Linked DNA regions of Sus scrofa: regions 2 and 3 are each linked to region 1. A link is a contact called in public HiChIP or PLAC-seq data. All regions are on one chromosome and are shown on one strand. The core of a region is the stretch at or near the end of the contact, and the rest is flanking DNA. Distances in the headings are between cores, read along the strand shown. Region 1 holds the start of ZCCHC6 (terminal uridylyltransferase 7). Region 2 holds the start of NAA35 (N-alpha-acetyltransferase 35, NatC auxiliary subunit). Region 3 holds the start of AGTPBP1 (cytosolic carboxypeptidase 1).

Region 1 (4,415 bases), core at 643-3,142:
GGTCTCCCTGCTCCATTTTAGAGTTCTCTTAGCTAGCTACATTGACTCCATTTTTACTTCCCGATCCCACTAACAAAGGGGATTAAAAAGCCCTAGGAAAAAAACCTGGCTGACAAAACTATGACTCCAACCCTTACACTGCTGACTTCATGGCCCTATGTGAAAAAGAGCACTGGGTTTGACGAGGGTAGCCTGTCAAGAAGATATTAAGCTTCTGGTTCAGGAGACAAGACACACAGGAACTCATGGAGCAGTGTTTCTGTCCTCTAAAGCTCACAGCTGCCACATTTCTGCTCCTAGTTTTTGGAAATACCTCTGGACTGTAGAGCAATCACCACAAAGATTCTGAGAAACTGAGTCGTCCCTCCAATGACATCCAAATAAAGCATCAAACCAAATGTTTCCACTGGATTTTACAGATCCCTGTGACCAATTTAAGTTCCCATTACAGTACAATACGGACAAAAAGAGATATTTTATCTGTCAATATCTTTTGATTAGCACTGTGTCTTGTTTTACAGAGCCTCATTTAGCCTCAAGGGGAATCTTAAAAGCACATTCTGAATAGAAGTTAGGCTTTGGGAAACACACTGAAGAAAACGCAAATAAAAAATATTAAAGCCTTAAAAAGCATTATCAACTGCTACTCTAAAATTCTAGACACTTGAGGCTGATGTTTCCTGAACCAGTTCTTCCATACAGTATTCCCTGACTGGGTGTGGTAGCATTAGTATTGCATATAATAAATGTAATCATGTATCATCACGCTTTTTGGACTCTATAAAAACACCACTGTCAGCCTGTTGAAAAGATTGGCTTGATTGTCACGTATATTCAGAACCAAAGCATCTAGATAAGGCATTATACAGAAGTTGTACCTACCTGTTTTAAATTACCTTTAGTATAGACAGTGGTTAAGAAGAGACTCTGCTTCATTAGGGTTTGGATTCCAGCGGTGCCATTTACTTCACCACAAACTCTATTTCTCCACCTTTAAAGTGAGGATAATGATATTCTAGAGGAGTTGTTGTGCGGATTAAGTGAGTAATTACTTGTAAAGCTGTCAGAACAGTGCCTTGGCAACAGCCAGTATTAATGTGCTCCTTTTAAGACCATTATCCCTCCAGAATCTCATGGATTTAAATTTGAATGCTCTTAAAAAGCAGAGAAATCAAAGCTGTCACATTTTTTCAACGCTCTAATTTTATTAGTTGCTCGAGGCTTTCGAAGTATTTAGAACAAGGCAGATAGCATTGACGGTAACAGTCAAAACAAAAAGAGGGGGGAAAAAACCCACCCAGGTCGTTTGCTAGTTTCATTTAAAAAATTCTCTGTTCAAAAATTCTAGTATGACCGTCCTTGGTTATCCTTTGCGATTATACATTTTCTTCAAAACACGGTTTTGTTTTTAAGAGAAGTTAATCTGAGGACTAAGAAAAAAGCACAGCATTTCCCTTGAACACACTGAGATCTGGGTGTACAGTGGAAGCTTAAACGCTGGCGTTTCTAGAGGGTCGGCAATTAAGACCTCACTGAGACATTCATTCCCTCGAATTACCAAAATTGAAAAACCAGGAAGAGCGCCACGAGGCCTCAGATCCAGACTAAACTTTCCCTGGAAGCAACAAGGAGCACCCAGAGGAGAAGCCGAGCCTCCGAGTATATCCAGGCCCTGACTGCGGCCTCTGCGTCTCTCTCGGAGAACGAGAGGCTTCTTTCTCTCCTCTGCCCCGCGCTTTTGCGAGAACAGCAAGCGGGCCAAGCGACGAACGCACGCAGCAAACAAGAGTGGAGTGCTAGCTGTCAGAACACGACCCGACGTCCCACCCGGAAAGCGCCTGCGCGCAGGAGGCTGCGGCGGCGGCGGAAGCAAGAGGGGCGGGGCGGCGGGCGTTTCCGGCGTGCGCGGCTGAGCGCTCGGGCGGAGGCAAGGCCGGCTCCCAATCGCGCACAATGAGACAGCGCTGAGCGCCGGAAGTGGGGCTGAAGGAAAACACGGAGAGGGAGCCTGGTCGGGACAGGAAGAGGCGGGGGACCGCGGCGGAGGTGGTGAGTGCTCCCGGGCGCCTTTTCGCCTGTGTCTTTCTCAGTTTCGCGTCTGGGGTGGGTCTCCGGTGGGTTCTCGGGTCTCCGGAGTAGCGGGCGGGCCCAGGAGGGGAGATACGTTGGCTTCATCCTCTGCCGTCCTCCTCGCCCTAGTTGTGAGGACCCGGGAGCCCCCGGGCCGGTGGGGACTGAGCTCTCGGGCTGGAGTCCGCATCTTCACTTTGTGTCAGACCCTACGGGGACTAGAGAAGCAGGAATCTCGGTGGAGGCACTCGCTCCCGGCCCCCTGTTTTGCCGGGGGGACCCCGGAACCCTATCGAGGAGGCAGGTCACTTCCTGCTTCCTGGTCCCCGCGGTGGCTTCGTGGCCAGGAGTGCGGAGACGCCTCCTATTTCTCCGCCTCCGACCCGAAGAGTGGAAACTGAGGCAGATCGGAGGTGGGGCTGTCACATGGGGATCGAAGAGGGAGAATTTCTGTTCGTGACAAAACCAAACTTGTTTGGAGTTGAGGATGAGGACTGGGCAGGTTAGCTGGACTTGTCCATCGGTCGGAAAGCCAGCCCCTCTGACCAGAGCGGAGCCTTGGTCGGGAGCCCAGCCCCTCCGAAGCCCAAGCTATAGAAGTCGGGCCTTCTGAACAGTGGTGAGCGGAGCGGAGGCCCCGGGATACCGAGAAGGGATGGAAAAGTGGCGATAAGATGTACTACTTCACAAAGTTTCGGTTACTTTGTATAACACTTAAAAATAATTGTCAGCTTGTTTTTAAAAGACCGTTTGGGGAGTTCTCTAAAGTATAGGCTTAGGGTGAAGTTTGTTTTTTGTTTTGTTTTGTAAGAAGAGCCTTAGTTATATGGGTAAAAAGTCAACCAGCTTGTCATGAGTGACAGTGTTTTTATTCTCCAATTTTTAAGACAGACTCATAGATTTAATCTTTATGTTAAAGAACGAGTACTAATTTCATGAAGAATATTATGGTATTAAGCCTCCTGACTTCTAGCATAATGCACTGACTATTGGAATGTGACGGAAATTAGGAAAAGAAGAGTTTTCTTACAGGCTTTTGAGCATCTTGCAATAACTGTGGTATTTTGTGTACTTGGCATGATATCCTATAATAGTTTGATACCTTCTTATAGGTGCAGAGTAAGAAAATTGAAGTCAAAGACCATGGGAGATGCTGCCAAACCTTATTTTGTGAAGCGTGCTAAAGAGCGAGGGACTACTGATGATGAAGATTTCAGAAGGGGTCACCCCCAACAAGATTATTTAATAATGGATGATTATGCTAAAGGCTATAGCAGTAAAATGGAAAAAGGCCCTCCCAAAAAAAAATTAACACCAGGGAACTATGGGAATACCCCCAGAAAAGGACCATATGCTGTTTCCAGCAATCCATATGCATTTAAGAACCCAATTTACAGTCAACCTGTTTGGATAACTGATAACCACAAAGATCAGAGTAAGAGATGGCTATCTGATGAACTTGGTAATGCAGACAGTTGGAGAGAATTCAAACCTGGACCTAGAATTCCTGTTTTAAACCGACCAAGAAAAGACTCTTTTCAAGAAAGTGAAGATGTATATAGGTGGCAAGATGGAAGAGGCTGCAGAACTGTAAGACGATTGTTTCATAAAGACCTGACAAGCCTGGAGACCATGTCAGAAATGGAAGCAGGAAGCCCTGGTAATGTTTCCACCCTGTCAGGTTACAACCCTGAAGTCAACAGGATTGTGACTGAAGTCAGTTTTCTTTCTCATTCAGATGAGTTTTACTATTTTCAGCAATGCAGTTCCAGTTTTTCATAGTTTCTGCTTATTTAATATGATTAAGGACCATGTTTTTTGGGTAGCTTCAACACATTGCGTGTATTGGTTCATTTCAAAGTTTACCACAGGCTCATTTTACTTTAGTAAAAACATATTTCCGGAGTTCCTGTTGTGGCGCAGCAGAAATGAATCCAGCTAGGAACCATGAGGTTTCGGGTTTTGATCCCTGGCGTCAGTCAGTGGGTTAAGGATCCGGCACTGCCATGAGCTGTGGAGTAGGTCACAGACATGGCTTGGATCCCGAGTTGCTGTGGCTGTGGCGTAGGCCGGCAGCTGTGGCTCTGATTGGACCCCTAGCCTGGGAACCTCCATGTCCTGTGGGCGCTGCCCTAACAAGCAAAAAAAAAAAAAAAAAAAAATTCCCATTGGTGCTTTTCACAGAAGAGGGTGATCATACCACCCTGGGGATATATTATAATTTCTAGGTGGTGTGTATGTATTTTCTAAATTATGTTATAATACAATTATAATATTTTGTACTTGAATAATGTATGTGTCCATGAAATAAATGACAGAATATAAAGCTTTTTTAAAAAATCTTA
Region 2 (4,640 bases), core at 228-2,727, 330 kb after region 1:
ATGATGTGATGTGACCATTTTCAAACCTCAAATATACACAAACACTATTGTCTTTGGGGCAACAGAATTCCTATTTCCGCAGTTTGAAATTATTGCTATGTACTCTCAAACTTATTAAAGTTAGAACATGTTAACAGAAGAAACTGCCTCAATGTCTGTATTTCATGATATATATAAACTGGCTTCAAACAAAAGTTAAAATCAGAAAATAGAGAATGAGTGTGGTTAACAAGCTCAATAAACCGCACTTACCTGTTGATTTTCTTTTTCATTTACTGCTACAGTTTAGAAATCACAATCCACATTTCATTGCACCCTTTCTCAAATTTTGAACTTCTATTTCAAAACTTCAAACTCACCTCGACAAGCTTCTTCAAAATCTTGGGTTATGTCCACCCAGTTCGTATTGCTTTTTTCCATCTTTTCTGGTGTACTGAGCTCCCATCCTGAATCATCATCTTCTACAGAAGCTTTCATAACCATTATGCCTATAAAATTAATACTGGTGTAAAAGAGAGGATGTAGCTTTCAGGACAAGGGTACTGGCAAACCATGTGTGTCTGTTTAAGTACTGGATGAAAGTCTTACTAAACTGTCTGGGCAGAGCTCTTTTGAGTTTGTGGACGGTACTGTAAAAAATTACCTTAATGCAATTAAATTTCACGTTAATTAACACTACTGGTCCACCATCTACGAGGGCTCATAAACAAGTTTGCCTATTTCATAAGAAAAATCACAAACCATCCCAGCACTGGCCCAAAGAGAACCAACTCCACTGTTTCCAACTTTCAACGCTGGCCACAAATAACCAAGGCACTCTTCAAGGTCCCCTCTCGCAGCCCAAGACCCCATGCGGCAACCACTCAAGTCAAGGGGGTCCCTCCCCTACCGGAGCTTGCTGGATCAACCTCTCTCCGCTCGGCAGGACCCCAGCATGGCCTGTCCGGGGGGCACCGCACAAGGGAGCGCACCACGGGGTCCCAGCCATCGGGCTTAGGGCGGAGGTGCACCTGAAGCGGGGACCCGGCTCACCCGGGTCAGCCCGGCCCGGTCCCAAAGGCACGGAAGCAAGGACAGAGCTGCCGTCGCGCGGGAGGACGGGCATGCCCGGTGCCAGGTCGTCGCCCGGTAACACTGTGTAAGGCCGGGCCCTCGGCGGACACTGGGGAGCCCGTAGCTCCTACCTGAAGCGCGGCGGGAGGGCCGGGGCCGCAGGGTGACCTGGAGTCCCCCGGGTCTGCCACACGCGCGAGGGGCTGCGGCTGTCGGACACGGGTAGGAGGAAGTCTCAAGGGCTCCGCACGGTGGTTCCTACCTACTTCTCCCGTGGCCACTCGCGCCGCCACACAGTCCGAACCGCGGAAATAAAGACGCCGCCTCGGCTACTGCCGCCGCCGCCGCCGCCGCCGCCCCCTCCCCTCTCAGCCCAGCCCGACCATCCGCGTGCGCGCATGCGTACGCCCAGTGCGCGCGACCCCGCCTCCTCTCCCTCACGCCAGGGGACTTCGCGCTCCCGGCCACACCCCCTTCCTAGCCACTGCCGTCATTCGGCCGTTGGAGGCCATCTTCTCTTCTCGCGAGATTAGAGGCAATCGCAAGACCGGAAGCTATCTTCCTCCTCCAGCCTTGGGCAGCGACCTGGTTAGTGGGTGGGTCCCAGTAAGGGGCGGAGCCTGGGGACCCAGAGCCCGCCCCGCCTCGTCCCGCGCAGCTCCCTGGGAAATTCTTAGAAAGGTGAAGAGAATCAGGAGGAAGGAGTGGAAGTAGGTGTGGACCCTTGATGTTGGGGCTGTGAATGAAGAGCTCAGCTCTGAAAGCTCCGTCGAGTTGGTTTTGCCTGACACTTGATTTATGTTTCCTAGAGAATCTGGGGAGTTCATGAGGAAGAATGGAAACAAAATATCAGCAGAATCAAGTCATTTTCTTTTAGACCCATTACATGGTTTAAAGCTTTCCTAAAATTAGTAAAATGATCATTTTTAAAGTGCAATTAAATAAGTAGACTACTACGGGTAGGAAACAAAATGCATCTTTACCACCACGTTGCCAATAAAATGGCTAAAGTTTAAGAGATGATACCCAATGTTGAGGACACAGAACAGTTGGAGCTCCAATTTGCTGGAGCTGGAACTCAGATGTTGCTGATGGGGAATGCAAAAGGATACAACCTCTTTGATAAACAGTTCATCTTTTACTATAAAATTAATCATGCACTTACAAGACCAAGCCATTGGTCCACACAAAAACTTGTACATTAATTTTTGTAGCTTTAAAGACCAAAAACTGGCAACAACCTTAATGAGCAGATAAACAACTTGTGGCATATCCATACGATGATGTGTAATTATTCATATAATGAATAGTAGTTATTGACAAACAGGGATGAGTACTTGACATGCAAAAATATGAATCTCAAAAAAATTCTGAGCAAAGGAAATCATTATGGGAGTTCCTGTTGTGGCTCAGGAGGTTAAGAACCTGACTAGTTTCTATGAGGATGTGGGTTCGATTGCTAGCCTCACTCAGTGGGTTAAGGAACCGGTGTTGCCATGAGCTGTGGTGTATGTTGCAGACATCACTCGGATCCTGCATTGCTGTGGCTGTGGTATAGGATGGTAGCTGCAGCTCCAAATTTGACCCCTAGCCCGGGAACTTCCTTGTGCTGCAGGTTCTGCCCTAAAGAGGGAAAAAAAAAAATCAGTATGAGCAAAAGACTAGACTATAATTTTATATGTAATTTTTAAAAAGACAAATTTAATCTGTAATGACAGAAAACAGAGCAGTGACTGCCAGAGCGGGAGGAGGTGTGAGGCAGGATTAATTGGAATATGGCTAAGTGATTGGAAGGGATGGAAATGTTCAAATCTTGATCATGGTAGTGGTTATATGGCTAAATTCATTTGTAAAAGTTCAGTGAAGTACACACACGTGTGCATTTTACTGCGTGCAAATCAAACTTCAATAAAGTTGACTTTAAAAATGAAAAATACAAAGAAGTTCCCATTGTGATTCAGCAGGTTAAGAACCTGACTAGTAGCCATTAGGATGTGGGTTCGATCTCTGGCCTTGCTCAGCGGGTTAAGGATCTGGCATTGCCACAAGCTGTGGTGTATGCTGCAGATACAACTCAAGTGACTGTGGCATAGGCCTGCAGCTGCAGCTCCATTTGATCCCTAGCCTGGGAACTTCCATATGCCACAGGTACGGCCCTAAAAAGAAAAAATAATAAATAAATAAATAAATAAGTACATCTTTATGTCTCGTATAGAATAGTATGTTTCCTAAGGGTAGGAGGTTTGCCTGTTTTGACCAAATTTGTATCCCCAGCATTAAGAGCAGTGGTTGGAATGTAGTAGGTACTCACCAAATACATTGAAGATGAGAATGTAGACAAGAATTACAGCAAAACAAATGTAAAGTCTTTCTTCCAAAATATTTGATGATCTGTGCAGAGGCCATAAGAAATCTAGAAAAGGATGAACTGACTGCAGGTGAGTTATTCAGAATTATGTATAGATTGTGACAAAAACCAATACGATGCATTAAAAAACAAAAACAAAACACTAAATTTTGGAATGCTTCCTAACTAAAAAAAAAAGAAGAAAATGAAAAAGAAAAATCACCAGAACAAAATAGGCAAGTGGATTTCTTTATTCTTAATTTCTTCACTAAAATTGTAATTTATTTGAAATTCAAATTTATTTTCACAAGTTCTAATTACCTCTCTGCTTTAAAAACCATTTTCCCTGAAAAGGAGAGGTTTAATTTATGATGACATCCATATGTTTCAGTGTTGAAAACTGCTCATCATTTTTCACATTAGATAGACTACATGATGAATTAATGAATCCAAAGGAACCAACTGATAAATAGTTGGTCTACATAAACAAGCCTGTAGATTGGCATTTTTGGAGGGCTGGAAACTAATTGCTATGAGTCTAAATCTTGACTTGTAAAACCCCAAGTATTCCAGGCATAAACACTTGTGTTGAGAGGAAATTTAGCTTGATGTCATCACATTGAACTGATGCCAGGGACCAATATAACATGGTTTTGATGTTTGAATGTATTCAGGTTTTTTTGTTTTTGTTTTGTTTTTTTGGTTTTGTTTGGTTTTGTTTTGTTTTGGGGTTTTTTTTGTTTTTTTTTTTTTTTTTTTTTTTTGTCTTTTTAGGGCCACACCTGTGGCATATGGAAGTTCCCAGGCTAGGGGTCAAATCGGAGCGATAGCTGCTGGCCTACACGCAGCCACAGCAAGGCCAGATTAGAGCTGTGTCTGTGCCCACACCACAGCTCACAGCAATGCTGGATCTTTTAACCTACTGACCAAGGCCAGCGATCAAACCCACATTCTCATGGATACTAGGGTTCGTTACCACTGAGCCACAGCAGGAACTCCCTGAATGTATTCTGTTTTAACACTACATAAAAGAAACTACGGATGTCCTAAAGGCTGTAAGCAGATCAGAGAAATGCTTTCAGAAAAAGAAATAGAGTAAAAATATCCTACCGTATCACCTTTTGGCTATGACAGAAAAGTGTTATTTTTTTTTATTAAGTGTAGATACTATCAAATTAGTTCTATCGTATTTACATTCTCTTTTTAAAATTTTTCCATTTTATGTATCTTAATATATAGT
Region 3 (4,669 bases), core at 1,080-3,579, 440 kb after region 1:
CTGCTCCATGGTAAACTTTTTAGTTCAACACATAACAGCTGTTAGGTGTTTTGTTGAGCATTATCAGGTGTTTAACCCCTTAGCCAATTTTAGGAGGATTTTATCTGGCACATAAGGGATGCCTAATATACTGATGAGTGTTGAATGGGGTTGAGTAGTTACAACAATCCCACGGAGGTTACAACTCCAGAGGACTGGTTGTGTTTCAGAAACTTCATGATCAAGCTTGTGTATCTAACATTTATGGTTCCAGAGGGGAGTGGCCCTAGACTTTTGAGGTCCACCATTATTCCAAAACTTTTAGCTATACAGTTTTGTAATAAAGTTTGCTACATTTTTGTATGCTTCTCTACTAAAGGTATGGAGGTAAGGAAATCAGTAAAAGAGGAGAAAGAGATAGTTGGGCTCCAGTGCTCACTGTTCTTTCCCAAATTAGTACAAAGTTAAAATAAGCAAACATTTATTGAGTGCCTGCAAGGCACGGGCTAGACTGATTTGAAGAATTTCAGTTCAATGAATATCATTTTATGGTCAGACTCTGATCTATATCACACAATTAATTACGTTGAGTTTTATATACCATAATAAGGCATGTTGAGAAAGCTGAGGAACCAACAGGGATTGGTTCTGCTTTTTACTTAGTTGTGTGGTTTAATTTACTGGGTCTGTGTCCTGGCCATCAAATCACACTAACAATACTTTATTAAAGTGAAATGCAAATTCTACACATTCACATTTATATCTATACCTTTCTGTATTACAGGTTAATATACTTAAGAAGATGCTTTATTTATTTATTTGTCTTTTTGGGGTAGCACCTGGGGCATATAGAGATTCCCAGGCTAGGGGTCAAATCGGAGCTGTAGCTGCTGGCCTACGCCACAGCTCATGGCAATGACGGATCCTTAACCCCTTGAGCAAGATCAGGGATCAAACCCGCAACCTCATGGTTCCTAGTCGGATTCATTTCCCCTGCGCCACGATAGGAACTCCCAGGAAGATGCTTTTTGATTAAAGTTTCATATGTGTCACATATATTTAAATTCTATAAAATGTTAAATGTTTTTAGATAATTAAGTGTTCTCAGACAATGCTTTCTAGACTGGATGGCTTGGGGTGGTAATTGTTCTAAAATTATTTAAAATGCTATAACCTACCTTTTGGTGCTCCTAATCAGGGAAACTATGGCATTTATAAAATGGCAGTTTCTTGTTCATCGTAGTAAAGACATCTGCCAAGGGCAAACTGCAGGCAGCACAGATGCTGCACCTTGGATTACCTTTGAAATGACCTTCGCACCTGCATAAGTTCTTTTAAATATGATGATAAGAAAATGAAACAAAAACCTCACAGCTCTCAATTTATTTCCCTATCCAGCTGTAATAATTTTACATTTCTTACCAGCTACTATAAACAGCAGCAAACGTGACCTATGCTCTGGAAAAAAAAAAGTAAATGTCAGTGTTTATTAAGAATACGTTATAATGTGTTCACATGCAGTCGAAACAGAAGAGAGTGAGTGTATCGGTATTTTATCTCTCTGACACATTATTTTGGCTCAGAGAAAACATTCCATCTTTGTCTTTAGTGGCTCATTCAGCATTACCATTTTTTTGTGACTATATGTACGCACGTTACAAAAAAAGCAAAAATTAAATCAGCATGAAATTTTGTTCCTTGCAGCACTAGGTATCTGATTTATTGAGGTATGACCACAAGGTAGAATTTCATTGTGTTCTGGGAGCCTGGCTGTGAGAGCTGATAGTCTTCACCCTATTAAGGACTCTCCCTGAGGTCAGTAAAAGGCTCTGTTCTACTGCGGTCCCCAAGGTCCAATGCCACCCCGGTACCACGTGCGTCGGAGAGTTAACAGCCACTGGTGTGGTGCTGCCAAAAGCCTCATAAGACTGTCGGGGTGGCTCCAGCTTAGTTCTAGGAAAAGGCGGAGGCTCTAATTGAGAGAGCAGAGCAAGGTGACTTACAGGACGCGGGCAGCCGCCGGGAGACCCATTTGGTCGGGTAGGGCGGCAGCTGCAGTGGACGACAGCCAGCGCCGCGAACAGCCGGGCTCCAGGATCCCGACCGCGTTTTCCCGGCTTCCAAACAACCGCGTTCGCCCCGCCCTCTCCTTTGCGCGCGCTCCCAGCTTCCCCACGCGCGCTCCCCGGGCCCCCGCCGCTTCTGCCCGCGCGTGACCCGCCCTCCCCGCCGGCGCGCGCCCATCTTGCACGCGCGCCCCGCGCTCCCTCCTGCCCGGCGCGCGCGAGCCGGCTGGCCTAGCAGTGCGGTGGGCGGGGCGCCGCGCTGACGTTGCCCGGGATGCGGGCAGGTTCCGCCGCCGCCGCCGCCGCCGCCGCCGCCACTGCTGCAGCCGCCTCCTCCTCGCCTGCCACCGGGGTTTGTATGAAAACACCCGGCGGCGGGCGGCGAGGAATCCGTCGTGAGCCGGGAGAGCAGCCGCAAGTGCTGCTGACGCCGAACTGGGTGCTGCGGCTCTGCCTGGTCCCTGCCAGCGCCCCATCCTGAGCCGGTGAGCGCCGCTCCGCTGTCCGCGCGTCCGGGCCAGCAGCCCCTCGCCCGCGACTTGCCCGGCTGCCCGCCACCCCTCTGCTCTCTCCGGCCGCGGCATCCTGGGGGCGGGAGAAGCCAGGGAGGAGCGGCCCTGAGCCCGCCGTGGTCTGTGCCCTGCCACCCCTCCGCCCCTTACCTGACAGGTTGTGTAACCCGTGTCTTTCGGGGGTGGACCCGGTCTTGAAGGGAAACGCCTGATGGATGGGGGCTTTGGCCGGTGTCTGGAAAACGTCCCACCCCGCCCCCACCCACGGACACTGGGAAGCCCCCGCCCCGGTCGCCCCCTTCCCGGTCGCCGCGGAGGATTCCTGGCGCGGTCTCCGAGCACAGGCGGCCACCCGTCCTGCCACCCCTTTCTCTCGGGCCCCAAGCGCCGGTGGCCTCGGTACAGCGCGGAGCAGAGCGGAGGGGCGGCGGGCCGGGGCCGGGCGCGCGCCCAGCCTCCCCACCCACCCCAGCACCCACCCTAGCTCTCACCCTCTAGGTGCGCTAGGCTTTCAGGTGGGATGTGGCGTTGGCGAGGCTTACTTCCTCTCAATGGGTGGCTTGACCTGAAGTGTCTTCTCTGCTTACAACTTGTCGCCTTGTGGGTTTGATTTGAACCTGAATCATCGCCCTAGATGACAGTGCAGTGTTTCCCTCCAGCCTTCCTTCCTGAGTTGCGGGTTCTTTATTGCAAGTATTCAGGGCCTCTTGCAACCCAGCGCAAAGGCTTGCGGAGCCCTATGGTGTGGTTTCCCTCCTGTACCTTTAAGTTTCTTAAAGTGCCAGTACGGTTTTGAATCGGTTAGTTTCCTTTCCTGGGCATTTTACTCATTATAGAATGGAGTTATAAAACATTGATGCAGAATGGCTTTTATACTTAAAGCCCATTTCTCGTTTTAAGATAGAGTCCTCAAGAGCCTGCAGGTGCACTGTTGATGACCTAATATGTTGTAAGATCCGGTAGAAATTTTCTTTGGCGGTATTACTTCTTTGTGGGTGTTTTTTTTTTTTTCCCCCCAGGTATTCACAATTATGGCAGAGTTTATGATGCACGACAGTTTATAGTTAGCAAGGACTTTAGCAGTCTTCTGGATCACTTATTTTCCTTTACCATTTATGTCCTCATTGGAATCTTTATATAAATGGAGTTATGTCTTTCTTTGTTAACCTCTGAATTCGTCTTATAAGTTGTCTTTTTTTCTTAATTCCCTGAGAAAGTCAGAAAGTTATTTTTGTAATGTATTGTGGAATGTTTTCAGTTCAGTAGGCCAAAAAAGTAGTAGTTTATTTAAGGCACCTTAAATGGTACATATTTTAAAACATGTGCCAAGTGTTCATCGAAACCAAGCAGAACCCTGAAAGCTCTATCAGCATTTTCTTGTGTAGTTACTGTGAGATAGTCAGCAGTGCCTTATCCACTTTTTCTCATTCTTAAGGCGGAGTTGTAACACGACTTGTTTTTTTTTTTTTTTTTTTTTTTTTTTTTTTTTTTTATATTAAATTTTATTTTATTTTCCCACTGTACAGCAAGGGGGTCAGGTTATCCTTACATGTATACATTACAATTACAGTTTTTCCCCCCACCATTTCTTCTGTTGCAACATGAGTATCTAGACATAGTTCTCAATGCTATTCAGCGGGATCTCCTTGTAAATCTATTCTACGTTGTGACTGATAAGCCCAAGCTCCCGATCCCTCCCACTCCCTCCCCCTCCCATCAGGCAACCACAAGTCTCTTCTCCAAGTCCATGATTGATTTTCTTTTCTGAGGAGATGTTCATTTGTGCTGGATATTAGATTCCAGTTATAAGTGATGTCATATGGTATTTGTCTTTGTCTTTCTGGCTCATTTCACTCAGTATGAGATTCTCTAGTTCCATCCATGTTGCTGCAAATGGCATGATGTCATCCTTTTTAATGGCTGAGTAGTATTCCATCGTGTATATATACCACATCTTCCGAATCCAATCCTCTGTCGATGGACATTTGGATTGTTTCCATGTCCTGGCTATTGTGAATAGTGCTGCAATGAACATGCGGGTGCATGTGTCTCTTTTAAGTAGAGCTTTGTCCGGATAGATGCCCAAGAGTGGGATTGCAGGGTCATATGGAA

What was found. HiChIP or PLAC-seq counts read pairs in DNA pulled down with a chosen protein or histone mark.
Region 2: a contact with region 1 is called in an H3K27ac HiChIP or PLAC-seq map of alveolar macrophages. The contact joins the promoter of NAA35 here to the promoter of ZCCHC6 in region 1. A contact is called at or near these places in 2 of 5 promoter capture datasets (fetal liver and liver), 2 of 47 Hi-C or Micro-C datasets (fibroblasts and skeletal muscle) and 1 of 2 datasets of contacts at active chromatin or transcription factors (alveolar macrophages).
Region 3: a contact with region 1 is called in an H3K27ac HiChIP or PLAC-seq map of alveolar macrophages. The contact joins the promoter of AGTPBP1 here to the promoter of ZCCHC6 in region 1. A contact is called at or near these places in 1 of 5 promoter capture datasets (fetal liver), 5 of 47 Hi-C or Micro-C datasets (embryonic fibroblasts, heart right ventricle, omental adipose tissue and 2 more) and 2 of 2 datasets of contacts at active chromatin or transcription factors (alveolar macrophages and skeletal muscle).

What each region holds. Positions count from the first base shown.
Region 1 is chr10:28,993,672-28,998,086 of Sscrofa11.1, forward strand. It overlaps ZCCHC6 (terminal uridylyltransferase 7), which reads left to right and starts at 1,893. Exons shown (of 27, transcript XM_013989710.2): 1 at 1,893-2,049; 2 at 3,183-3,730. The coding sequence starts at 3,214.
Region 2 is chr10:29,321,232-29,325,871 of Sscrofa11.1, forward strand. It overlaps NAA35 (N-alpha-acetyltransferase 35, NatC auxiliary subunit), which reads right to left and starts at 1,478. Exons shown (of 23, transcript XM_021064637.1): 1 at 1,316-1,478; 2 at 360-488. The coding sequence starts at 483.
Region 3 is chr10:29,437,821-29,442,489 of Sscrofa11.1, forward strand. It overlaps AGTPBP1 (cytosolic carboxypeptidase 1), which reads left to right and starts at 2,330. Exons shown (of 25, transcript XM_013989714.2): 1 at 2,330-2,530. It overlaps LOC110255596 (serine/arginine repetitive matrix protein 3-like), which reads right to left and starts at 2,521. Exons shown (of 2, transcript XM_021064272.1): 1 at 1,983-2,521. The coding sequence starts at 2,521.